Regions from separate parts of the Hordeum vulgare genome. Here region 1 is linked to region 2. The links are chromatin contacts, called in public Hi-C maps. All regions are on one chromosome and are shown on one strand. Each heading gives the region's core, a stretch centred on a gene start, on an enhancer-like site or on the middle of the called end of the contact. The rest is flanking DNA. Distances are from core to core; before and after follow the strand shown. Region 1 holds the start of LOC123409658. Region 2 holds the start of LOC123407688.

Evidence for each region. A called contact is a pair of places that touch in the nucleus more often than the background predicts.
Region 1: a Hi-C map of leaf shows a contact between it and region 2, with 3 times the contacts expected there. The contact joins the promoter of LOC123409658 here to the promoter of LOC123407688 in region 2. A contact is called at or near these places in 3 of 6 Hi-C or Micro-C datasets (leaf and seedling) and 1 of 1 datasets of contacts at active chromatin or transcription factors (embryo).

What each region holds. Positions count from the first base shown.
Region 1 is chr7H:210,332,249-210,338,105 of MorexV3_pseudomolecules_assembly, forward strand. It overlaps LOC123409658, which reads left to right and starts at 1,961. Exons shown (of 8, transcript XM_045102526.1): 1 at 1,961-2,101; 2 at 4,618-4,734; 3 at 5,023-5,090. The coding sequence starts at 4,651.
Region 2 is chr7H:210,169,119-210,175,265 of MorexV3_pseudomolecules_assembly, forward strand. LOC123407688 reads left to right here and starts at 2,235. Exons shown (of 6, transcript XM_045100876.1): 1 at 2,235-2,419; 2 at 3,307-3,564; 3 at 3,657-3,763; 4 at 3,877-4,009; 5 at 4,140-4,334; 6 at 4,902-5,630. The coding sequence starts at 3,316. The coding sequence ends at 5,327.

The DNA.
Region 1 (5,857 bases), core at 711-3,210, 160 kb after region 2:
GGATATGAGTTTTGTCATCCGACTGGCTAAGTCTTTTGATGGTTTGGGATCTAGCGGAGAAGATGTGCTTAAAGAGCCCCCAATGGGGAGGACAACCAATAAAACACTCGCAAAGCACGGCGAAGGTAGAAAGATGAGCTATTGCGTTGGGAGGAAAATGGTGGAGCTGCGCCCCGAAGTGGTTCATGATACCTCTGCAAAAGGGATGAGGAGGCAGAGAGAAGCCTCGGTACACGTGACTGAGCAGCAAGACGCGCTCCCCTTCCTGGGGCGCCGGCTCCGTCTCGCCCTCCGCCGGCAGCCTCCACGACTTGTTCTCGATCATACCTTGCTCCACCAGCTCCAGCATGTCGTTCGTCGTCACCGTGGAGGGGAGGAAATCCCCCTGGATCCAACCCGTCGGCAGTGCCCGATGTCGCCGCTGAACAGGAGCCGCCGCCTTCTTCTTCTTCCGCGCCTCGAGCTTGCTCGTCTGCCCCTTCGTCATGGTGGAGGCCGCAGATCCGCGGGGGAGGAGAGAAAGGAAGAAGCTTGGGGTGCGCAAGAAGTCACGGGAGAAGCGGGGCGAGTGCGAGTTATCAGGCGAGCGCAACGAGAAACCCTCGCTGGAGAGGTTTAAATAAGGTTCCGACTGGGTCACTAGCAGGTGGCCCCGAAATCTTATCCCCCGACCGGTTGCTGCGATATTAGTGGAGGAGATGAAGGCGCGGTAATCGAGGCGGCAGAAACTACTCGATGACGATGTCGTCATCCCCGCTGAGCGCGCGGCAACCGAAATTTGAGGATCCCAGAAAATCCGCCGCTGTCAGTTGACCGGTCACGTCAAAAGATTCCGCGGAAGCACTCGGTCTCTGACGGTTCGTTTCACAGATATATCCACTCGGATCACTGGTCAAGAGGATAAAATGGATCGAGGCAAACAACGCCAAAGTCGCATCCATACCAGCCGGATCCGTACTCCAAGCATCGCTTCGTCGTTCCAACCCCGATCCATTCGGGGACTAATGATGGGGTTATAGTCCCAGAGTAGGGTCATAGGCCTGCCCTATAGGTCCTACCCAAGGACTACCCTTCATAAGGGACAAGGCCCTTAGTCAGTTCCGACTGAATTAAGGACTTCCCATCATCCAGTTGGTGACGATCCCTCCATCATCCAGTCGGAGACGTGCATTCGGAGTGTATCAAACTTACCGACTGGATTCCACTCTGTATATCATAACCCCCCTGGAGGGCAACGGTCATACGTTTTCATGTACCTTTATTAGCATTTAAGGCATACATTACCTGTAACATAGGCATTTATTCGCCACTACTTCACCCCTGTGCACCGGACCGTTGTGAAGGGTCGTGCACTCTATATAAGCCGCCCTTCCCCACTGATGCAGGGGTTAGCATTTCACTGTAATCCATATTCCACTCGACATCAAGCTCCCAAGAGCACTGAGACGTAGGAGTTTTACCTCCACTGTAGAGGGGCTTGAACTCATACAACCTCGACGTAGCCAAGGCCCTGCCCATCCTTTCGTACCCTACACATCTACTGTCAGACTTATACCCACGACACAAACCAACCCGTGATTGGATGGTATCCCCTGTCCATCAGAGTTCAAGTTCCAGACTTGACGTTGGTGATTGCATTTTCCTGAATTTATTTCAGGTCTTCCGACGATGTGCTTTCAGTGGGAGGAGACGTTTCCGTCGACAACGAAGTCGACAGTGGCCACTTCGTCAATCTTAAAATGATGTGCCGATTTAGTCTCTCGAAGGTGCTCATAGAGATAGGGTGTGCGTGCGTGTGTTCATAGAAATGAGTGTACATTTCATTCATGAAAAAAAGAAGATGTACGCTTGTATGTGATCGAGATTGTACTGTGAAAAAAATCTATTGTTGGGTTGCTCACGGAAACGCCGAGGCTGAAACGGGCCCAATAAATCGGTCTCACGCGCGCAGTCCTCCTGCAATACAGACCTCCTGGCTCCGATTTCGATCGAATTGACCAACTCCCGCAAAAGAAAACGATTGGAGACAGAAACGCCGAGTGAGGCCTGGCTCCTTCCCCGCGACCAAAAGCTTCAGGCGACGGCGACGGCGGCGGCGCAGGTATCCATCCCGATTCCCCGTCCCTCCTCCTCCTCTCTCCGGCGGCGGCTTGCCTTCAAATCCCCTAGGCAGCCGCCCCTTTCCCTCCTCCTGCAGCATCCCTCCTCTCCATCCCTCACCTGCACGACCGGCGTAGGCCTTCCACATCTCGCCCATCTCCGGCCGCGGCAGGCCATCTCCTCCCAGGCCCACAGCGGCCCTCACGTGCCTCCCCATCTATTCTTGCCGTCGGAAACCATCTCCTCTTCCATCTTATCCTTCCCCTACCTTGGATCCCCTTCTTTCCCTTCCTTGGATCCCCTTCTTCCCCTTCCCTGGAGCTGGATGTGTGGGGAAACAGGCTCCTGGCACACTCGGGAGGCTGATGTTACTCTGCTTCCTCGGTGGTACTGGTACAGCTCGTTCCGGTTTGCTCTGGATCGAGCCGTAGCTGCCATCACATTTTACAGGGAGCAACAGCGAGCCTACAGGACAGTCTGCCTGTGCGATGCCGATGCGGGCCGGTTGCATGCGCGCCAGGGACGTCTTCGTGCGGCCAACGCCGAGCTGGGTAGCAAGCTAGACTCTACTGCGGTATTTCCGTATGAGCTAGCATCAATCAAGGTGAGCAAAGCGACCGTGAACCAGTTCACCTGTAGCCTCTACCCGTGGAGTTTCCAAACCGCATTTTACAGTTGTATAGTATCACAATGGTTTCCATCCGGGGCTGGTAATTTACAGTTGGAAAATGATGACGTTTGTAAGAATTTCTGGGTTGCCAAACAGGGCCTAAGCAATTAACAAACATGTTCATGAATGAGCTTAAAAATTGCCAAAAAATACATACCCCCAGTCTAATAAATCCATCTAATATATAATTTGTATTTGCAGTGTGTCACCTGGATAGTTCATTCGAGCCATATGGCGTCGTCATGCATTTCTAGAATATTATTTAATTTTTATTGTATATAATCATTCAAATATAATCACACACTGTATAAATTCTGATTTGATGCTTATATAACAAAACACTGTCCAATTCCATAGTTTGCCATTCAAACATGATTTGGTATTGAAATTTCACCGAGTTTCCACCAGCCAATTCAATGGGCATCAAACAAGCGAATTCGTGTTCATGACCATTACAGTTTCCTAAATGAATTGAAGTTGAAACCAATTTAATATGGAGGCCTCCAATACAGACATCCAAACATAGCGTTGGTGAAAACACACAAGAGCCAATAGAAAAAACCGTAGTCAGAGGATGGACGGGGAAAAACCATCTATAATGGTCGGCCCATGTCCTATATTGCGAAGAATATGATTTTCCCCATCGACACCCTTCCAGATCACACAGCGGCACCATCTAAAGAAAAAATCACACACCGGCGGGCTCGCCGCCGCCTCTGTCTGCTTTCTGCGGCTTGTGCTGTTTCCTAAATGAATTGAAGTTGAAACCAATTTAATATGGAGGTCTCCAAGCTGTGTGTTGGAGAATAAATTGGAATGCAAATTTGTTGTCGATTTCAAAGTGTTCTTCCACGATTGCAATGACGTAATCATGATTGATTTCTCGAATTTTTTAGGAGGGAGGGATTTGAAATTGCTGCGTACCTCGAGTCCTTAGTCTCGTCCTCTCCGGCGAACGGCCAACAGCAGGAAGGTCCACCTCCTCCCGCCAACCCCCCTCCCCGCCCCCCTTCCCTCCTCCCGCCACCCCCTTTCCCCTCCTTCCGCCACCCCCTTACCCCTCCAGATCTAGCTGCAGGGTAGCGCCTCTGCTCCAATCCAGCACCACTGCTCCTCTCCTATGTGCATCAGGTGACCATCAATGTATCTCCCCGGCCCCCCCTCTCCCCCTCTCCTTGCTCTTCCTCCCCATGCTAGTGCTATGTTTCTTCTGTATCTGTCCTCTCTGTTCTAATTTCTGAATGTGATGTACATGTACTGCCTGACTGCCTGCTTCACTGCCGCTATCTGTAGAGAGTAGACTGCTGCTAGTGCTAATGCTATTGTAAATTGCTAGTGGCTGATGCTTTGATTAATTTGGTGATTTAGTTTGTTGTCATACATATTACAGAATTAGGTTATGTCTATGAAGTTGTGATTTAATTTCCTATCATTCACCATAAGGTTGTGTCTATGATGTCGCCACGTCATACGCCATAAGTGTTATAATGTTATGAAGGGGGTCGGTCACCATAAAACGCGCTACGCCATAACAACATTGGTCTATTCAGTGATTAAATTTGGAAATAATATAATGGAGGAAATTTGGGGGAACAAGCAGCAGGGGTTACCCTCGGCGTTGCCTGGTTTGTGACCAATGGGATCAACTGTGGTCTGCAGCATGGCAACAGTTCGTCCACGTGCTGGATCAGAAAGTTCTCAGATTATTGCTGATAGAGCCTGAACTCTCGTTCCCCAAAACCTGTTAGTGTCACCATTGCAGGTGTGACTATCATGTAGTACCAGTCTGATTGTTGATGTTAGGTGCGATTTAATCTGAAATCTGTTTGTTCTGTGTGATATCACAGCGTGCCCCCTTTGAAAGCGGGTATTAGTTAATCATGGTGTTCAGCAAGGTGGAAGTGAACTTGAAAAGACTGCTTGAGGCGGCCCCCCGCCAGCAGAATCAGGCTAAGCTTGTCCATGTAAGTGTAGCTCCTCTAATCTTCTTAGATTTGTACCATTCTTAATTTCTGTTCAACATCGGAGACGGCAATGCTCCGTAATTAACTTGAACGGACGAGAAGGAAGGTATAGCTTCCATGTGGATCCTTTTGTTGTTAAAATTAGTATAAGGAAATTTCTTAATGGAATTTGCTTGCTTCATTCTGTTTTTGTTCAACTTTAACAGGTGGTAGCTAATGGATATCGTCATTTTAATCTTTATCATTTTGTCTGAATCATGTACTGGCACTGACAGCCTCCATTTGCAGTACATAACCACAGCCAGGGAGCTGTTGGAGCAGCTTGGAGCTGAAATTACACCAGAAGGAATATCAAGGTATGGTATAGTGTTGTGTGATATTGGAGGATTAATATGTTGATGGTGGTACAGCCTGCAAGCTGCAATCTGTGTTCCAGCTAGCATTTGTTGAGGATCCATAATTATAGAAAGAAATGCAACCGGTATATGACAAGATCGTAACCATCAATGTTGTAGTCTAATATTAAATTATAGTGTACTCTTGCTCCTAGTTTGTGAATTTAGTGTCTCCTTCCAAGGTACCAATACTTAAATCATGCCAATGCATCTGTACCAATACCACCATCCATTTATATGTATTTCCTATTAAGATAGAGGATTAGTGGTTGTTAGTCATTGAATACAGTTTGCTGCCAGCTTGCTTACATTGATCGTGTGTTTCAGCATTTCAACTTCTCCATAATGTTGCTATAGGAATGGGCCCAAAATTTGATAGGAACTCATGACGAATGCCACTATAGCTTGTAGCTTACATATTTAAAAGCTTCTCTTTGTACATTAACTGGACTCCAGATGTACCATTCTTCTTCAGTATAAAAGAGCCCATGCTTCTCCACTCAATAAAGACACACAAATCTGGATACTCTTTTTCTTTTGAATTCATGCAAATCAGGATACTCTATCTGTAAAGATACTCTCCTTGCTTGACAAAAGAAATCTTACATGAAGGTTCAAACTACAAATTTTCCTGATTTTCTTCCATTTGATGCCTGCATTTTGACAATGAGAATGTCTGATATACCGCCTGCCTTTTCATCGGCGAGCTTAATGCTGATAATCTTGTG
Region 2 (6,147 bases), core at 985-3,484:
CTCCGATCGTGCCGACCATTAGAATTTCTACAGCTGGCTCGCCGCTCTCGCACTCGGACTCGTCGGAGGATCCATCACACGAGGAGGGGAATAAGTTGAGGATGGTATCGTCAGAGTCGAGCGTGGCCACCTGCTCGGCTATGGTCTAGAGATCCACGGCATTCTTGATCCAACGCTGGAGCCGTGAGTGCCCGGAGCGCTTGCAATGATGTCCAACATAGCGAAGGGGTGCCAAGCGGTACGAGACCGACGACTGCCGGAGAAGGACTTCGAACATAGTCACACGGAAATGCACCGTGCCGCGGGTGAGTAACACATCTGTGTCCAGCGGAGCTTCCCGCAGCCACGCCGAGTCGTCGGCGATGAAGCCGAGGGAACCAAACAGAATCTCTCCGTCGAGGGTCATCATGATGACTCGTAAAACTTCACACGCGCCAGAAATCGCTAGACGCGTAGCCCCACTGTGGGCGCCAATTGTCGTGAGAACGATCGTGACAATGAGTAATAGGGGTACGAATGAGGGGCGGAGCCTAGCTACGACACATGTGTCTCACTCGGATTTAGCGAGTTCGGGCCCCTCTCGGAGAGGTAAAGACCCTACATCTCGTGCCCGGAGGCTTATGTTTTATCTTGGGGTGTATGATTACACAGATTGCTGAACCCTTGTCTAGTAGCTCGGGGTGGCTTAAATAGAGTTCGCCAGGACCCGCCGTGTGTCATTACAAGGGCATCCAATGTGAGTAACTACATGCTTTACTAGAAGTTGCATCCCTAACAACAAACGTCACTTGTAACGTTAGTCTTGACTCCACTTCATGTATGGTGTTAAGTCCCTCGGTCGTTGTAGCTTCCACGTCGTCCATGCCTTTTCTCTGTCCAGTGCTGGTGACTGGACGACTGGTTGGAAGATGTCCGAGTGACTCCATGGGTCCGAGTGGATTCGGTGTACGCATGTGAATACATTTGTAGTCGTGAAACTTTAATGCCCGTGTGGGGCCCTAGTTGGGCCGTACATATCCCGTCCATGACCCTATCACTAGTAGGTGACCCCATCAACGAGGGTGCCGTTGTTGAATCGCGACACTGGATTACATCTCGCCCCCCTTCATCCACGTCTCTCTCCCGTTGCAGCATCCTAGTTGCCGCCTTTGTAGCACCGCCGTGCTGCCTGCCGCAACCCACGACGTCGCCGCTCACACCGTTGGCAAGTGCAGAGTTGAAACTTTTCCCCCAAAGTCGATTGAAGCTTTTCACCGCTGGTTGAAGCTTTTTCAACTACCGGTCGAAACTTGTACCATAAGTGAAGCTTCCTTCCCGAATCGGGTTGAAGCCTTTCTCACCACCGGTTGAAGTTTTTTCTATGTCGGTTCAAGATTTTTCTATCCCGGTTGAAGCTTTTCTCACCGCCGGTTGAAGCTTTTTCTATGCTGGTTGAAGCTTTTCTCACCGCTGGTTGATGCTTTTCCTATGCGAGTTGAAGCTTTTTTTCACGGTTGAAGCTTTTCCATGGGGGTTGAAGATTTTCCACCATGCTTCTTGAAGCTTTTTCCACCATCGGTTGCAACTTTTCCTAGGCCGGTTGAAACTTTTTTCCATGTCTGGTTGAAGCATCGGTGCCCATCTCTCTTGGTTGTAGCATCCATGGCTGCTGGTTCCAGCATCACCGGACCCCGGTCTAGCACCACGAGCCGCCCGTGGTTGCAACAGCCGCCAGAATCTAGTTGCGAGTTCCCAACCGCACATTCTTACGCTTGTCTCATCCTCCTTGACACGTCATTGGTTCTATCATGACGCGTGAGCTTGCAACGTATCCCTACACAGGAAAGAGAAGAAAAGAACTAGAGGAAGAAGAGAACCACAGGAAAAGTTCTGTCATGAGAAAAAAAAATGATTGATGACACACCGAGATGATTAGTCACGCCGGACGCACGGTCACAAGATGAATGCGATCGAACGCACAATGCGCGTCCAACCGAAGTCTATAAATGTTTCCCTTTTCAATTCTAGCGTTTTCAGAGTCCTGCAAATCGAAATCAAACATCGAGCGAATCATGCGGAAGCACAAACCCTCGCCCAAAATTAAGCGCCCTTTCAATACCCGACATCCCGAGGTCCCTGGATGCAATTTCGGGAGACCAAGTCCAAGAGACCAAAACGCCACAGCAGCAAGCAGCACAGGCGACACGAGGACCAGGACAGTATAACTTGACGGCCCGCTCGCTCAGCCTCAGCCCTCAGCCTCATTCCAGGCCAGTCCAGGACGGCAGCAGCAGGCAGGAAGGAAAGGGAAGAACCAATCAACCGATTCCCCCTCCCCACTCCACCCCGCGCCGCAGCGAGAGCGAACTGGTGCCTTCCACTGCCGGCCGCGTCGCCGTCGTCCCCTCCCTCCCTCCCTCCCGCTGCGCTCCCCTCCAAGGTAGCCCTCCCCCGACCCCTCCCTCGCGATCCCTCCCCGCAGCAGCATTTGCTCCTCGGATCTGGCCTCCCTGCCCGCTTCCCCTGCGGCGGGATCCGTTTTCCTGTCCCAGTGATTTCTAGGTGTTTCCTGGGCTAGATCTCGCCGAAGTCGGTAAGCGTGGATGAAATGCGGGGGGTGTTTAGTGCTGCCTTGACCCACTCGTGCCGCTGCTGGGAGCAGCGGTGGACTTGGAGATCTGTCCATCGTTGGGAATTCGGTGCGAACTCGAGGTTTCGGTGTGGTAGGCTGATGAATATTAGGTCATGGGTGGGATTGTGGTAGTCATCCGGAAATAGGGTCGGTGAAATCCGGCGCACCTACTACTACTACGCTCGGTGATGCTTTGGTTGTTGAGTTGACTCTACCACGTCGCTGATCTAGTTCATGGTGAATTCCTGTGTGGCGGTGCTTCTAGCTAGTTTACGTGTGGTTTGGGTTCTTAAGTAGTTATTGGTACCTAGTAAGTATTTCCTCGCATGATTGCCCAACAGAAATGAAGTGTTTGTTTACAGAGGAATTTAGATTAAGGAGATCAGATATTACCCTGTGCCCAGAGTGTAGTGGAATTGATTTTCATATTTTGTGGGAGTCTTTTGTGGTCGTATAGCTTTGGTGAAGTTAATTTAGTTAAAACCATCTAACTTGCACTATTTTTTGTTGCTTAGGATAGTTTCATTGTTATATCGTTGTTCGGTTGAATGACTTAGTACTGCCTGCAACGTACATTTATGAAAAACGCCTCCATGCATTTATCGGAGATGCTCCACAATTTTTCCATGTAACTGCTAGGAGAGGCAGCAGTTTCTTTGTTTTCTTCTTATATCTGTTTCTGGCAATCAATGCAGACCGTGAACATGTCCGATAGTGCATTGCAAGATCTCAACGCTGCTCAATCAGTTTTGCTAGGGAAAAGCAAAGGCAGTTCTGTGGAACCCTGCAGTTCTAAGCCTGTGTTAAACGGGAACAAGTGTGTCAAGAAGGAAGGAAATGCTGTACCGGCATGTCCTGATGTGACCAATGGATGCGAGGCTGGAGTTGTAGATATTGAATATATTGATTCTGAGAATCTCACAGATCTTCCTGATGTTGACACAAGCCTTAGTGTATGCCTCTAGCTGTTCATATTCATGCTTTTTTGTTGGATGTTTTAAGTTCTTTCTATAACCCAAGGTTTTCCATTTTCTATTTTCAACAGACTTTGCTTGCAAGGCTGGATTCAAAGGATTGGGTCAAGACATGTGAAGCTCTTAATAATGTTCGTCAGTTGGCAATATATCACAAGCAAAGGTTGCAGGAGCTGCTGTAAGTTGTTTCCTTGTTTTTGGGGTAACTATTAGTAGCTTACAACACCATCTGTGCTTCCATAATGCTGTAAAACTAACTAAATCTCTTGTATTGATTGGGTCAAATTCCAGGGAGCCTCTAGTTCCTCTTATTGTGAAATCTGTTAAGAATCCAAGGAGTGCTCTATGTAAAACTGCACTTATGACCTGCTCTGACATCTTTAAGGCATATGGTGAACAAATGGTCGACTTGATTGATCTGCTGGTGTGTTTCCCCCCTTCTTAAAAAGTTAAATATTGTTGTGCATGACTGTACGTGTTTAGTTTCACTCAATGATTTCTTGCAATAACCATGAAGTCTCTTAAAACATTTTGTCTGTCAAATGTGTTCACAGCTAATGCCGCTGTTTCTGAAATCTTCACAAGACAAGCGCTTTGTTTGTGAAGCTGCTGAGGCAGCCCTTATATCAATGACAAGCTGGATCTCCCCTTCTGTATTGTTGCCAAAAATGCAGCCCTACCTCAAGAACAGGAATCCACGTATTCGCGCAAAAGCATCTGTTTGTTTCAGTAAGAGTGTACCACGCCTTGTAAGTGAAAGTCTCACCCAAAAGTTTATCTAAGATCACAGCTTATGTTGCCTAGTTATTGTAGAACCATCTCCAATCAAAGTATTTATTAAATACACCACATAGTATTTTTTTTCTGATGTCCCAAAGGCTCAATCAGATACAGTTGTACAGGTTGATAATTTGACCTCCTTGTGCTATTCTTCTCTGTCCATGGGGTTTAGTTAAGAGTTTCCGTTGAACGTCTTCCAGAACTTTGTACTTTATTTAGATATATGTAGATGCTTTGTTTGAATTTTCTGTGTCATAATATGAGGCTGGAGCTTAGCTGCAGATGATTTCATGCATGTGGTGGAACTTTGTTGAGTTCAGAACATTAGTTGCAACTGTATGTTTAGCTGTAGTCTCTATGTTCAAAGATCTTTCTCACCAGTCATTTCAGTAGGTGACCACTTACTGGAGATTGAGCATATAAATTATTAGGTGGTGTGGGTTTGCGTGCACTGACCACTCTTGGTTGCTGTTCTAAATATGAGGAATACAGCACTATATTTGTTTTTATAACAGTAATTTCTTCTTTCTATCCAGGGTCTGGAGGGAATCAAAGAATATGGTATGGACAAGCTCATTCAGGTCGCAGCAACCCAGCTGAGCGACCAGCTTCCTGAATCAAGGGAGGCTGCGCGCAACCTGTCATTGGAGCTACAAGCATTATATGAGAAGACTCAAGCCTCTGGTTCAGGCGAAGATGACAGTGCATCTGCTATTTCACTGGAAGCCGAAACCTGGGAGGCTTTCTGCCTATCTAAGCTTTCTGCATTAAACGCACAAGCAATCCTCCGTGTCACTGTGGGTGTCCCCGTTGCTCCCAAAGAAGGTGGCATCGCTGCTGCCCTGAAAGAAGGTGGTGTCCCTGCTGCCCTGAAAGAAGGTGGCATCTCTGTTGTTGTTGCTCCCAAAGAAGGTGGCGTCCCAGTTGCTACAAAAGAAGGTGCTGCGGCCATGGGCTGCTAGCGTTGGGAGTTGGCCGACACATGCGATGTTGCGATTTTTCCACATCCGATTCACGTTTTTGCTGTACATGGTTTATGGGTTGCTCAGTCGGTAAATCGAATCTCCTTTGGCTGCAGTTCTTCAGGCTTGAGGCCTGGGGTGGGTGTTAATATTGGTGCGAGATATAGTCCCTTATAGTTGACTGTATAATCCTTTGGTTCCATCACTACTTATCAGTTTGGCATTGATTGGTCAGTCAGGGAATGTAGAATCTCTTCCACCGTTCAACATTTGCTGGAGTACTACAGCCCCTTCATTTCGTTATGTGTGTGCGCGTATGCATCTTTTCTTATTTGCATTTTGTGTTCTTCCGCTTGAATGTACTTGGTTCCATTTGTGTTCCAACCCCCCGCATGAAACAAAACTAGGGAGCGGGGTGCGGAGTCATAATCAAGAGAGCGGGGTGCCCTATCACAAGGGAGCGTTTGTAACTGGAGTCATTAAGGACAGTAAAAAGTAAAACTGAGCCTAAAATGAGACTTCTCAACGATTCGCATTAAGGACAGTAGACAGTAAAACTGGACCTAAAGCAAGACTTCTCAATGGTCCGTGTTTTTAGCCGTCCGTTTTCATGATTTGGATGTTTTTGGTCGTTGGCTCTCCATGTAAACTGATTTGTGTCACACATGTGGTAAATACTCGGCCTATTGTCCTTTGGGCAGCTGCTTCACAGGCCTTGCAGGTCCTCCACCCTGAAGGTGTGTGAGGCTTCTCCCAATCCCGCCCCTTTTCTTCACGCCAATGAAAATCCTAGACCAATCGCTGCCTGTTGTTTCTCTTG